Linked DNA regions of Mus musculus: region 2 is linked to region 1. A link is a contact called in public ChIA-PET data. All regions are on one chromosome and are shown on one strand. Each heading gives the region's core, a stretch centred on a gene start, on an enhancer-like site or on the middle of the called end of the contact. The rest is flanking DNA. Distances are from core to core; before and after follow the strand shown.

What was found. ChIA-PET counts read pairs in DNA pulled down with a chosen protein or histone mark.
Region 2: a contact with region 1 is called in an RNA polymerase II ChIA-PET map of memory CD8 T cells, with 5 read pairs. The contact joins the promoter of Eif1ax here to the enhancer-like site in region 1. A contact is called at or near these places in 1 of 39 promoter capture datasets (pre-B cells), 1 of 15 datasets of contacts at CTCF or cohesin (CD8 T cells), 2 of 115 datasets of contacts at active chromatin or transcription factors (embryonic stem cells and memory CD8 T cells) and 2 of 9 other capture datasets (adipose tissue and macrophages).

What each region holds. Positions count from the first base shown.
Region 1 is chrX:159,054,827-159,057,526 of GRCm38.p6, forward strand. No RefSeq gene overlaps it. Among named protein-coding and RNA genes, the nearest start is that of Rps6ka3, 200 kb to the right of the region's middle. Within about 2 kb of position 1,390, at least 19 of the 459 cell types and tissues checked have an H3K27ac peak or open chromatin away from gene starts, as enhancers often do. A contact at or near this core is called in CD8 T cells and memory CD8 T cells, where this site is marked.
Region 2 is chrX:159,370,889-159,373,588 of GRCm38.p6, forward strand. It overlaps Eif1ax (eukaryotic translation initiation factor 1A, X-linked), which reads left to right and starts at 1,290. Exons shown (of 7, transcript NM_025437.5): 1 at 1,290-1,527. The coding sequence starts at 1,512.

The DNA of each region.
Region 1 (2,700 bases), core at 140-2,639:
CTCAAATGGACACAGACATCCACAGCCAAAGAGTGGATGGAGCTTGGGGACTCTTATGGAAAAGTAGGAAAAAGGATTGTGGGCCCCGAGGGGGATAGGAACTCCACAGGAAGACCAACAGAGTCAACTAATCTTGACTCTTGGGTCTCTCAGAACCTGAGCCACCAACCAAATAACACACACGGGCTGGACCTAGGCCTCCCTGCACAAATGTAGCAGATGTGCAGCTTGACCTTCATGTGGGTCCCAAACAACTGAAGTAGGGGCTATCTCAAGCACTGTTGCCTGTCTGTGGATCCTATTACCCTAATTGGGCTGCTTTGTCTGGCCTCAGTGGGAGAAGTGCCTAGCCTTGCAGAGATTGAAGTGCCAGGGTGAGAGGATACCCAGGGGACTCCCACCCTCTCAGAGAAGAAGGGAAGTGATATAGGGGGAAGGATTATGTGAGGGGGAGACTGGGAGGGGCAGTGAGCAGGATGGAAAGTGAATATTTTTTAAATAGTAATAGATAGATAGATAGATAGATAGATAGATAGATAGATAGATAGATAGATAGATAGATAGATAGATAACTCTAGGCATTGTGATGTATACTTACAACCCCAGCACTGGGAGGCAGAGCTAGGAGGATCCTTAAGAGCCTCTAGCCAGAAAGTCCAGCTTACTTGCTGATTTGCAGGCCAGTAAGGGACAGTATCTCAAAAATAAGGTAGACAGCACTTGAGGGATGCCACTTTAGGTTTCCTTTTGACTTTCACATATATGTTCACATATATACACAAGCATCTGCAAACACAAACATACACATGTGCACATATTCAAAAAAAAAGAAGAAAATCCACCGATGTTAAGTGCATTTCCAAGGATTATTAGAAAGAGAGCTATGGCCACAGAAAAATGAACAATAACAAAAATAAAACAACAACAACAAAAAACCCTCAGACTTCAAGCCTCATGTTGTTGCATCACACTGAAATTAAGTATGTCCGTCCAATTATTAACAGTGTAGATAGGAAGTATTTCTGTGCTCTGCATGTACAGAGTACCCATATTTACTTCAAAGAGTTCAACTGAACAAACCACCAGTCTGCCCAAGAAAAAAACCACCTCCAAGTATACCTTTTAGTTACTTAGGGTAAGAATACTTTTTTCCCTATATTTTTAATCACAAATCATTTGCCCACAGGTTTCTCTGTCTCATCAATGTTTCATGAAATGTTTCTAGCGTATGCCGGTTGTGTGCTGCAGACTGTTGAAGTATGATCTGAGACTTCTGCAGATTTCTACACTCTGAAACGACAAAAATGTTTGTGCAAGCTCCTGGCTATCTCCTAAATCATAGTTCCTTTTAAGAGCAACTTATTTCCTGTTCAGGTCCACACACCACAACTTATCTGCTTTTCAACTTTTACCAATGTTTTCTCTTTCACTTACAGCCACGTCTAACAAAGAAACATCTTTTAACTGCTTTGCACCCGATGTAAGTGGAGAACATAAAAACCGCACCAGGGTTGACAGGCTAGGCGGCCAGCTAAACTTAGTGATTAAATGATACAATTGCTATACCACAGCCTCAGAAAGTAGAATTCAAACTGCCAAAACAAGAATCTGGAATGGCAGATGCCCTCAACTTTCCTACCAGATTCAGAAACTGACTCATCTTTAGAGAGTCTAAAGCATAAAACAATGTCTGGACCCTAACAGGTACTCAACAAATAGTAACTAACCAGACTCTGAATTCTCCTTCTGCAGGACAACAAGGAAAGTGCATAGTCATTGAATGAAAGATACCCTTATCTCTTATGGTTACTGGACCATCTACTAGCTGTTCTCCATTCAAGAAAAAGTTATTATTTGTGCATAGTAACTAAGCATCACTGGGCCTCAAGTGTTTTCTAATATATTAGTATCTAATTCAAAGTTTGGTCTTTTTTACATAGAGGATTTTTAACTGCAGAGGAATGAGGCTCAGATCATCAGTGAGGTAGGATGACACTCAACCAACTATAAAAATCTCAAGAAGGATTAGAAAAGATCCCCCTGAAAGTCATCTAATAAATGTCAAAAGCTTTCCTCCATGTTTTAACCCTTTGAACCCAACAATTGCACATCTGGAAATTTCACCTTAGAAATAACAAAGGATGACTATGTATGAACTCACAAATATTTAGTAAAAATATAAAGAACACATGTTTTACTTGACAAGTGATATTAGAGGATAGTTCAAAGAAAAATAACAAAAAGTAATAATAACAGGAAAGAAATAGAATGGTAAGATGATATTTCCTCCCATTAATTAATCTGGCAGAATTAAAAACTTCAGTTAAATACCTATCATTGTCAGGGATTGAGAGTATGTAATAGGTACCCTTGTTTTGAGGTTACTTGCCTGAATGTATTGAAGTTATAAATGTCCATACTCTATAACACAGCTATTAGATCTTCAGGCATCTATCATATAGAAATGCACATGTACAAAATCTCCAGAAGTAGATATAAGAATACTGGTTACAATTGCCATTTATTGTTTTTAAAAATTACAAACAGAAGGTCTACAACTATTACCAGGAAAGTCTATATTATGTCATGTCAGTATTATGGAACAACTTGAATCCATTTTTTTTTTAAAAAAACAGTGTGTTGGGACTGGAGAGGTGGCCTGGTGAGTGGTGAACACTAACTACTACTTTTGTAGATGGC
Region 2 (2,700 bases), core at 40-2,539, 320 kb after region 1:
GTTTGAAGTGAAGTTAGTTGTTCTGAGAATCTATGCAGTATTCCTTTGCTGGAACCACCAGAATAAAGAATGGGAGAGCGAGTTGTTTAAACATCAAAAATGTACGTTCTCTTGACTGTGTTGTGTGTTTTGTAGTCAGGGTCTTACTATGTAGCCCAGGCTAGCCTGGAACTCACTATGTAGCCCAGCTTTCCCATAGATTTGCAGGAATCCTCTTGCCTCAGTTTCACAGGTGCTAGGATTATAGGCATGAGTACCAGGCCCACCTACTATTTTGCTCAGTTTTGAAGATTCCAAGTCTAAAGTCAAGGTAGAGACAAATCTGGCTTCTTCTGAGGTCTTCATGGCTTGCAGATGATTACGGGCTCAGGAACTGGTTGTTCTTTTTTATGCCTCATTATGCCTAGGTACTAATTGCTTTTGTTTTGGTTTTGGTTTTGAGTTAGGGTCTCACTCTGTAGCCTTGGCTGGCCTGTAACTCATAGTTTACTTTCCTCTGCCTCCACAGTACTGGGATTAAAGGCCTATGTTACCATGCTAACGTCAAGTCTTGGCATCAAGTCTTAAGGATCTCATTTCAATATAGGCTCTTTAATGATCTTATATCCAAACAGAGTAATATACATACAGGTTAGAACTTCAGCATGAATATTGGGAGATTTGGACCCTAACATCGACTTTCTTCCATTCCTTTTATCCTATGTCTGCTGAGCAACCTACCATGTGCAGGCATTCTGTTGAGCATTATAAACAGACTTAGCTACAGTGAGTTAGGGACAAGATTTATTTTTAAGTATCATGCAAATATTCTATTAAAGTTTGGAAGAGGATGGCAGAAGTGCCTTCTCTCCTTCCCCCTTAGATTTCCAGCTTGGTTGGGCTGGTGAAAGGGCCCCATTAAAACTCAACTCTGAGGTTAGTGAGTCAGCACCTTGTCAAGCCTGGGGCTCACTTGGCTAGGAAGCCGAGATGATGCCCAAGCCAGCAGCCTGCACCACCTCAATTTCCCCTCCTCTCCTCCAAGCCTCCACTGTGACGCAGGGCCCGGGCCCCTCCCGCCCGGGCCCCTCCCGCCCCCTTCCGGACGCCGGAGGCCCCACTCCACCTACTGCGTGCCCACTGGCAGCAGTGAACGCCTCCCTGGCAGGCTTCTCCCTAGGCTCCCACCCTAGGACTGCCCCTTGGCCACGCCTGCGCCTTAGAGTCGCGGGAGGCTGGGCTCCGCGGGCGGGCGGGCGGGCGGGCGGGCGGGCGGGGGGGGGGAGGAGGGCGGGGAGGAGGAGGAGGGCGGGGAGAAGCCCCGCCCGCTGCCGCGACGCCATTTGCCACTGCCGAGCGTGGGCACGGGAGGCTCTCGCAAGCACGGGTGACCAGCCTCTCCTGAGCACGCTTCCCGACCTCCCGCACGGTCTTCGTGGCGCGCACTTCTCGGCGTTGCCCGTCGGAGTCACCGCAGTTCCTGCCGCCAGCCTGAGTGCGGTCCCACACGCTGCCAGCCAGTCTTTGCGGCCATGCCCAAGAATAAAGGTAAGGACGCCGCCGCCGGGACCGGGGCTCTGCTCCCCGCCGGCTCCCTGGCGCTGCTCTCGGCCTCGAGGTCAGCCCAGGCCTCAGTGACCTTCCTGCCATCTTTTCTTGCCTCTCCTCGGGCTGCATTCTCTGCGTCCTACTTGGAGCTGGGCAGAAGCGCAGGGAAGTTACTCCTGGCTCCCAGTTTGGCCACATTGGGGTGGAGCCGACGCCATTTTTTTTTGTAGGGCCTCCTGTGTGAGAATATGGGCTCGTGCCCCCGATTCGCGCCACATTGACCGCGGCGCCCGGGGGACTCATGGGAACACCTGCCTCGGACTTCTTGGGCTCCCAACACCTGGGGAGTTAAGCCCTGGGAGCCAATCTGAACTTTGAAAAAGGGTGATGCCTCGCTTGCTTTCGTGCCCATCTGGCACCTCCTCCCTAGGATTTTTTATGGACACTTAGTTGGTACTGGTGAGGCCGCACCCGTGTAGCCAGTGGCCAGTACTTTGATGCATTCGCAAATTTCATCCCTAGAGAATCACTTTGCTCCATAGTTTTACCGGGGCTTAACTTTTTCCACAGAGCCCTTGACCCACATTGAGCCAACTTTTCCACGTTTGCTTCTGATCGTGTATATATTTTGATAAATAAAAAAATGATTACAAATTCTAAGCAGAAGTGCAGCGTTCCTAAGATCATTCTCATTTTTATATATTTACAGTATTTTGTGGTGTTTTTTTTTTTATGGGATCAAATCTATCTTTACCAGCACTCTACCGCTTTGCTTTGCTCTGTCTGTCTCCAGGCTGCCCCGGAACCCTAAACTAACATTGAACTTGGGATTCGCTCGCCTCAGCTTCCCGAGTAGCTGGCATTACAGGCTTGCTATATTCGTTGTCCTCGTAATTTCTCAAAAATATAAAGTACAAAGTAGTGGAAAGCTTTTATTTCCCACAGGAGAGGAACACATTACACAGGATGAACTTGGGTGGGGGGAGGGGCGCACACCTTTACTCCCAGCACTAGGAAGGCAGAGGCAGGTGGATTGCTGAGGTCAATCAGCCTGGTCTACAGAGTGAGTGCCAGGGCTACACAGAGAAGCTCCCTTTTTAGAAAAAAAATAAAAATAAAGCCTTTGGGCAGAAGAGATGAACGCCTTCCTGGTTAAGAGAACCAAAGTTAGGT